Linked DNA regions of Rattus norvegicus: regions 1 and 2 are each linked to region 3. The links are chromatin contacts, called in public Hi-C maps. All regions are on one chromosome and are shown on one strand. The core of a region is the stretch at or near the end of the contact, and the rest is flanking DNA. Distances in the headings are between cores, read along the strand shown. Region 1 has its middle 280 kb from the start of U2l1. Region 2 has its middle 130 kb from the start of Btg1. Region 3 has its middle 100 kb from the start of Plekhg7.

Region 1 (2,746 bases), core at 197-2,696, 760 kb after region 3:
GCCCGAATTCAGGGGGAAAATGCCTGTCATTTACCTCACATAACTTTATACATCTTGATTCAGACAATTAAAAATGTAAGACTTGAAGCCTGGAATCTCATTTCAGTAGAGTAGTTGTGCTCTTTGCGAATATAATTCAGACAGTGTGGTCTTCTTTGATCACTGACCAAACTCAGCAGATGTAACTGAGGCGCTAAAAACATTAGCGCTCCTGTATATGTCCTTGTATACAGAGGTATTAGCATGGGGTGGTTCACAGATACCACAGGTTAGTCTAGGAATACATTTATGTGCTTTGCTCCAGCACCTGTATCTACAGAAAAGCAGTTTTTCCGTCTTTGGGTCTTTCATACAAATGGATTGATTTTCTGCAGATGGCATGTTTCACACAAAGGATATAGCTCAGTTAAGAGGCTGGTTTCTTGGCACATAGCATGGATGCCCAGGACCCCATAAACCAGACCTGTTTCAGGACACTGCCTGGCGTCCCCAGACTCAGGAGGGTGTGAGTGCGCCGGAAGGCAGAGATTCAGGGTCATCTGCTTTAAACCAAGTCAATGCCAGTCCAGGAAACAGGAGATCCTGTCTCAAAGAAAGAAAAACACGTTCTCTATAATATTGTAAAATTTCATCGCAAAATCTTTAAAACTTCAGGGTAGAGGTGATTGCTTACCAGTGCTCAGCCTTGCCAGTCCCAGAGCTAGGCAGTAAATATTTGGTGAAAGGATGAGTGTCCTCCCGTTAGGCAATGAGGTTGCTTTAGCAATCGGATCCCTTAAATGGCATTATTTACTTGCTGAAAATGTGTTTTCTATATTGGCTAAGTTGTTTAATTTACATAGGCCTGCTGCCACACTGCCCTGTCACAGATCCACTGCAGAGCGTGCCCACAGCCTTTCTGACCTTCTCGCATCTAGAGATGTTGAGAAGCAAAGCCAGCTGTATCCATTTTGATTTCACAGCCCAGCCCAGCCCTGCCCCACCCCGCCCCTCTACCTCTAAATTGCAATTCTTTGATTTTCAATGCAGAGATGACATGCCCCAGCCTGGTCTGTGATTCCATAAATGCTTTAGCTTTAGGTTATAAACAGACTCAAGTGGAGTCTTGTCTGCCTGTTTACTGGACTGTTTTAGAGGCTGCTCAAATCCAAATGGCCAGGGGGAGGAGATGGAAACTTAATGTGTTTCAGGCTTCAGCGCCTGAAGGTAAGGGAGACACTGGGTTTCCCATTGCAGGTGAGCAGAAAAGACCTTTGAGCCTAAGCCATCCTGTTTTTCCCCAGTAAATATATATCATACTCAAATGACAGGTTTTCTGTCAAATACTGAATGAGACCCGCCTATCCAGGGAAGTTGAGCAATTCTTTGCTTGTTCAATACTTTAATCCTCAGCTCAGTTAAACAGAAGCTCCGGCACACAGGACAGAAAGTACAGCAAACATTGGGCATGCCAAACATGATGGGACTTTTTTGCTGGCATCACTCTGCCCTTCACCACTCCCCACTGGAAGAACGAGTTTTAAAGTTCTTTCTCTTGCCCAGGAAGCTGTTATTCTTATGGCAAAAGGCTGAGATCAATCACTATGCCAGATCCACGTCATTTGAAAGCATGACACAAGGGCAGGGATTAAGTTGAAATTTTAAGATGTAAAGTGTTATAATGTGAAGGAATTGGTACTTGTTGACTATATCCAAGGATGGTTGATGTACTTGGCATTTTCCAAACAATGTAATTCATTTATGATTACTTATGAATGGGAATCGGAAAGTTTTGAGTTGGGCTCTATGTTAGACACTGAAAGGAAAGAAAATGAATTGTCCTTAAGAAGTCTGCAAAGAGCTAGAGAGGCTCAGTGGGAAAGGTGCCTGCAGTGCCAGCATAGAGACCGAAGAAGAATCCGTATGAAGAACCCCAGAGTGGTGGTACAGGCTTGGCATTCCAATGCTGGGGAGGCAGAGACAGGTGGATGCCTGAGGCTCATAAGCTAGTCATCCTAACCTAGTCAGTGAGTCCCGGGTCAGTGAGAGACTGTCTCATAAAATGGACAGCTCCTGAGGTGTAATACCTGAGGCTGTTCTTTGTCTTTCACATGCACATACATCTGAACTCGAACAAATACAAACAGATGCACAACTCAACAGGTTCACATAGGTCAACATTGTACCCAGGAGAGCATCATGGAATGAACATACAATAAGTTTTTGTGTCATTGTATTATCACTGTGTCTCAGCAATGTCCCCTTATGTCCTCATTAGTTTTTGTTGTTGTTGTTGTTGTTGTTGTTGTTGTTGTTGTTTTGTTTTGTCACCTACACACAACCTGGATTCCCGAGGGAAGGGGGATTCTCAATTGAAATTTTGCCTTGATCAGATTGGCCTGTGAGCATGTCTGTGGTGGACATTGTCCCAGTGGATGATTTATATGGGAGGACCCAGCCTGTTATGAGGAGCACCATCTCTAAGCAACTGGTCCTGGGATGCATACAACAGCTAGTTGAGCCTGAGCCAGAGGGTGAAGCAACAGGCATTCGTTTGTTGTTTCTACTTCAGTTCCTGCCTTTACTACCCACAATGATAGACTGCCACTTAAAACTTTAAGATGAAATAAAGCCTCTCCTTTTGTGTTGGCTTTGGCTAGAGTGACTTATTGTAGAAACAGAATGAAAAAGTGATCCTGCCAGTAGGAAGCAGGAAAGGACATTAGACAAGAGTGTCAAGTACCAAGCACCCGTGGCATAAAAAAAA
Region 2 (2,856 bases), core at 216-2,715, 560 kb after region 3:
AAGAATCCTGTTGCTACCTCGGACGATGGTGCACGCCTTTACCGCTAGCATATAGAAGCAATAGCGAGCGAAATCTTTGTGATTTTAAGACCAGACTGGTAAACCAAGCCAGTTTCAGGGTAGGCAGTGTTACACAGAGAAACCCTACCTTAGGGGCGGGGCGGGGCGGGGCGGGAAAGGGCAGGTAGGGAATCCTGCTGCAGTTGATGGGCTTCACAAACCTTTGAATGGAGATTTCATTTGATGTATCCATGGCGCATCATGTTCCATGAGCACAGAACTTTTCAAATTTGATGTTGCGGACCTCTGTTTTCCTTTCCTCTTCAGGTACACTAGAGGCAATCACACAGCTCCAGGTAGAGAGAAGACTCTCAAGGCCTGGTGCCATCTCACTCAGACTTCGTGCCTGTGTGTATGTTTAATTTCCCTTGAATTCTTTTAGTAATATCTCAAAAGGAAACAAAATAAACAAGAATTTAATCTATTCTGTTTATCTGGAAGCTTTACTCTTAACCTCATAAGGTTTTTCAACATAATTAGTTTTGACTACAGAGTTTATCAGCATTTATAGGTTTCTCAAAAAACAAAATGAAGGGCACATTCATTTTCTTATGCTTCACCAACTACAAATTTGAGATCATTTGAAATTTTAATTCTGAATTATAATAAAATAATAACTTTATACTCTGCATCAGTGATTTAAAATGGTTGAAACTGAATCGCGTCTTTAATTTTTTTTATGTGGAATATTTTCTTCTCTTGGCTTCTTACTTTTATTGGGACATGTATTTCAATGCATATTGATTCGGGTTTTAAGATCTTGTCTGCTGTGACAACGAGGATGAGACAGAGACCCTGGTAGGAGGAGGTCTGAATTGCAGATGGTCTCAAGGGTGCCACTGAGTGACTGGTGGACCATGTCTGTTTGGTCTGAGCCACAGTTAACTGCTGTCATTTCTGGGCTAACTGTTCTTTTTCTCACTTACCTCAGGACACAGAGGGGCCGTTTGGTAGACCAGCATACTAACTCTAAGTGCGCAGTACCACTTAGTCCTAGATAGAAGTTGTCCGTGACCTTCCTGCCTGAAGTGCTCCTCACCATCCACTCTGAGCTATTTGCCTATGAGTCTTTCTGCGCCAGTTCCTGGGTTTCACAGTTCTGACTTTGAGGTGGTTCACCATTCCTTCTGATTTCCAATGCTCTTATGAAATTGTGCATTTATTTGATTTCATCAGAGTAATTGGGATAGGTAGAAATGTCTGTTCAGTCTGCCTTTTGCTCCTTTCTGGACAGACAGACAGACAGACAGACACACACACACACACACACACACACACACACACACACACACCCCAAACCAACAGTTAAATTCTAACCCTGGTTTTCACTTCTTGTGTATGCTCTGTCCAGTGGCAAAGAGTGCATCACCAGGACAAATTGCACTGGTGCTAGTGGCTTCTGAAAAGCTATGATGGCGTGGAGGAGAGCCAGGACCCATGATGCAAGTGGCATTGCCCAAAACAAGTTTCTTTAAATGTACTCACTTCAAAAGGACTTTATACGTCTCTTTAGCGAAATCGATATTTTCCCACATGTTTAATTGACAGCCACACCATTTTCTGGAATAGCATTACTAAATTTCTTGACATTTTAACCAGTACAAAGATTAACTAATAGTGTATTAGGAAGTTCTGTGTTGAAATCTTGTAATGTAGTCCAAGCTGGCTCCTGCCTTTTCTTCCTGTGTATTGCAATCACAGGCATATATCACTCTCTGCCTGGCCAAACATGTTTTCCATCAAATGCACTATTTTAAGAAGGCTTCCTGCATTCCTGTTATTTGACTTGTGAGTTGGAGATTTCTTGCTGTGTAGTTTCAAACTCTTGATCCTCCCGCCTTATTCTCTTGAGTTCTGAGAAGACAAGTGTGTACTATCAGACATGGCTATTCCTCCATTCTTTAAGGTAAACTGTTTTTATCCATTGGTGAGAACTACTGATTTTTATCATGGACTTCTCCTTTTGAGATTATAATGTAAAATCTAAGAACTTCATTGATCTATAAAACATCCTTTTCGTTCTCGTGTGGATTAAGGTTAAGGTTAGAGTTAGCATCCTTGCATAGTACGAGCTAAATCCACGCTATGATTCATGATTTTCCTGAGGCAATGCAGTGTTCATAGACTAAAGAATTGGTGACTTACTTTGCCCAAACCGCTCTCCAAGTTTCTAGTTCCAATTTCATTGCCTATGCAGGAGAAGTAGGCAATATTTTGCTAAAGAGAAAGATCATTCCTTGTTAATATTTCTGACAGCTTGCAGTCTGTTCATTGGGAGCTTGCTTATTCCAACTTCTCGAGATCTGTCTGGTTCTGTGTTGCCAGTGCGATTGTTGCTGTCTTGCTCAACACCCGTGATTCATGCACATCCATGGGTATCTTTATATTTGACTTGGAGCGTCCTCTGATGTGTGCATTATCACTAGGTCAGATCTCTCTGTCCTGGGACACGTATTGGCTCTTGTTTAGTTTTGAGTACAAACAAATCTGGAGCAATAAAATGGCCCAGGGTATTTTGCCCTTGCAAGGAACATACTACACAGCTCATGCCAAGTTTTTCATGGTTTTTGTGAGAAAATTTTAGGTGCAGCAAAAGAGATGATTGGTTACATTCTCACAGCTGATTAGCTCCAACACAGAGTGGTATAAAGTGTGTGTGTGTGTGTGTGTGTGTGTGTGTGTGTGTGTGTGTGTGTGTGTGTGTGATGGGTGGGAAGAGAAGGCCTTAAAGATAATTCTTGTCACTGCTTTGAGTCAGATGATTCAGGCTGAGACAAGGCCAAACCTCGGAGATCT
Region 3 (3,024 bases), core at 69-2,568:
AGGTATCAGTCAGGAATAAATCTTTCTGACCTAAAATCAAATGCCATGATTAAAACATCGGGTTGTATAACCCTTCTAGGCCTGATCTCTCTCCTAGACAGAGTGCAGACATTGTGTCCAGTTGTCACTGAGGTTGGTGGGAGAAGGTCGTCTGAGATCCAAGCACCAGAGTGGACTCTGTGGGGTCAGATCTGCCAAGTCACAAAGGCGAAGATGGAGGGGAGGTTAACAAGTCACAGTGACTCGAGTGCTTTTGTAGGTCAGGATGTCAACAAATGCTTACTGAACACCTATGACACATCACTCTTGTGTAAGGATTAAGTCGTATCATCTTTAGTCCTCAGTATAGATCCTTGAGGCCTTATTTTTTTAAGTAGGGAGGCAAACTCTGAGAAGGCCAGTGACTTTGCCAACATGGATGACCCTGATGAGCTATGAGGGACGCAACCTGTAACTTTCTTCCCGAAGCTCAAATCTCCTGGCATACCTGATAGCCACTAAGGATGTCTGGTTACACCCAAGTAGAGTTAAAGTTGTTACTCGCATTCGAGAATCAGTCACCAAGACTTTTTATTCTGTGATATGGGCACTGCCTTCACAGTAAAAGAGAGTCTTTAGATAAAGGGATAGATACACGTTTTGGTTTTGGATGTGCTTTATGGAAAGTGTAGCAAACATATGGGCGCACGGGGACACAGGACAATGACAATGAAGTCAGCAGCAGAGGAAGTTGTAGAGTTATACTAGTAAATATGACAAGAGTTGTTCCTCGCCTGAATAGTTAATATGCCAGGACATGGAGGCTCCATGTTTTAAAGAACTGATTGATACTTTTGAGTTTTATAGTTACCAATGCTGAGAAGGCCATGTTCCGTCAATATACAATCTGAAACAGAGAAGTGTATGTAAGACCCGTTGTCAAGCTTGTTGGAAGTCCTGTCTGAGACACAAGCTAAAAGTAACTAATTTATCAGTATTGTTTAGGCGCTCACTGCTAACTTGGATAGCAATCCTCACAATCAAATGTTCGAACACAACATGATCCTCATGAGACACTTCCTGGTTGAGGCAAGTTGATGGAACATCTCCGTTTTCTATAATTAAGCTGCTACACTTCTAGAAGAGCACAAAGCTACTGTGTGTAAAGTAAACACACTGCGTAGTCCGTAGCCTGCCATGTGTCTGAGCATGATGTCTCTGGATAGTGGATGGGAGGAGTGATGGCATATACAGGGCACAGGCGTGTCTCAAGCTGGGGCCACACAGCTGTGCAGGGTAACACAGGTGAGCCTAGACCGAAGCACTTTGGAACTGTTACACAATTTAGGTTGAGTTTATCTTTGGTCATCGCACATTCAGGAGTTTTCTGCTATTGTCACTCTCTTTGGAGCGGTCACCTTCAGTTAAGTGACCCTGTAGTGGGGGTCATTTCAGTTTAAGAAGCTGGCTTTGTAACATATTTAAATATGGGCACAGTATTCACCAGTGCAAAGGCCTAGTGACAAGAGAACATTTTTACATTGTTCATCCCAGTACTGTAGTGGTGTGGGAAGCTGCTTTTTAATGAAAGTTATTAGAAATACTGACTTTCATATTATATATATGTATATTTATAAAATATGTGGGTATCTATAGCATATATTTTGCTGCCTTCAAACAACCACTTATGTCAAAGCAGAAACAGAAAAAAAAAAAAAGAAGAAGAAGAAGAAGAACAAAACAACATTGAGATTTTCCCAAGCATTTACAAACATGTCGAACAGCCTGGGACTTTCTGGGATCCTGTACGAGCCCTGGTCTGTGACCTAAGGTAACATTTTTGTTTGGTACAGTTCATATCTTCTGAGTGAGTCTGTCACATATTCAGAGCACTGGGACACCCCCAGGGGAGGCTTGTGCTGAATGAATAACTTAGTCAGGCAAAGAATGGCCACTGTAAAACCATTCCTTAGCGCGGGCTTCTGGCAGGGCCAAGTGTTACTTTAGGATTTAAGGAAGTATATTGGAGTCTTGTATGTGGTATGCTTCAAACATTTCTTTCCTTAAAAAGGACTAAAACCCACTGTTCTTTTCTCTCTCTCTCTCTCTCTCTCTCTCTCTCTCTCTCTCTCTCTCTCTCCCCTCTCTCTCTCTCTCTCTCTCTCTCTCTCTCTCTCTCTCTCTCTCTCTCTCTCTCTCTCCTGTTTGTCTCATTTCCTTCTCCATCCACCCCCTTTCCCTCCTCTCCCCTCCCCCCACTTCCTCTTCCCCTCCCCCGCCTCCTCCTTTCCCTGTTGTGACTTAAGTTCTTCTGCAATTAACATCCCATCTCTGCCAGCAGAGGGCACTGTTTGCGCGTTTAAGCAGAAGTCTCGGCTTTGTCTTTCCAGTGTGAACAGTCTCTGAGTCACAGGCAGGCCAGCTATTTGACCAGCAAGATGCTGGTGAGAAGGCCAGCCTGGGTGGTAGTGTTTCAGCATCATTTTGCAGAACATTTCCTTTGTTGCTTGGAGAAATGTTCGTTGCAAATACACTTGTAGTTCCCGGTGGAAAATATATATGTTTTGAACGTGAGCGAAGGCACTGGTGTGGAGTCACTCGGCATCTAAATATCACAAGTGCTTCGTTAGGGTGTCGGATTCTGGAGGTATCCGCACCAGAGTAGCTCAGCTCGCTGCAGGGGCGTCATGAATAATTTCTGTAGCAGCTGATGACATCATAAAGCAATCAGGCATTCCCTGCACCCTGTAATCGATGAGCTTAGATGTCTTGGGATGGAAGGGTGGAAAGACACTTTTCCTCTCACTGGGTTTGAGCATTTTGGAATTAGTCAGTGGCTGTTCACGAAAATAAAGCAAGTCACGTTCAGCTTTCAATCCATTGTGGAATATTTTCTTGAGAGTTGCATATACATCGTTTATAATATTGAATTATATATTTTGTAGTGGGGGCTGGGGATTTAGCTCAGTGGTAGAGCACTTGCCTAGCAAGCGCAAGGACCTGGGTTCGGTCCCCAGCTCCGGAAAAAAAGAAAAAAAAAAAAAA

The links. Hi-C and Micro-C count contacts between places; a contact is called where the count stands out from the background.
Region 1: a contact with region 3 is called in a Hi-C map of liver, with 5 times the contacts expected there. The contact joins two enhancer-like sites. A contact is called at or near these places in 7 of 12 Hi-C or Micro-C datasets (the A7r5 cell line, the Rat2 cell line, frontal cortex and 3 more).
Region 2: a Hi-C map of liver shows a contact between it and region 3, with 5 times the contacts expected there. The contact joins two enhancer-like sites. A contact is called at or near these places in 2 of 12 Hi-C or Micro-C datasets (kidney and liver).

Annotation. Positions count from the first base shown.
Region 1 is chr7:33,554,240-33,556,985 of GRCr8, forward strand. No RefSeq gene overlaps it. Among named protein-coding and RNA genes, the nearest start is that of U2l1, 280 kb to the right of the region's middle. Within about 2 kb of position 1,447, at least 4 of the 93 cell types and tissues checked have an H3K27ac peak or open chromatin away from gene starts, as enhancers often do. A contact at or near this core is called in liver, where this site is marked.
Region 2 is chr7:33,352,341-33,355,196 of GRCr8, forward strand. No RefSeq gene overlaps it. Among named protein-coding and RNA genes, the nearest start is that of Btg1, 130 kb to the left of the region's middle. Within about 2 kb of position 1,466, at least 1 of the 93 cell types and tissues checked has an H3K27ac peak or open chromatin away from gene starts, as enhancers often do. A contact at or near this core is called in liver, where this site is marked.
Region 3 is chr7:32,793,538-32,796,561 of GRCr8, forward strand. No RefSeq gene overlaps it. Among named protein-coding and RNA genes, the nearest start is that of Plekhg7, 100 kb to the left of the region's middle. Within about 2 kb of position 1,319, at least 13 of the 93 cell types and tissues checked have an H3K27ac peak or open chromatin away from gene starts, as enhancers often do. A contact at or near this core is called in liver, where this site is marked.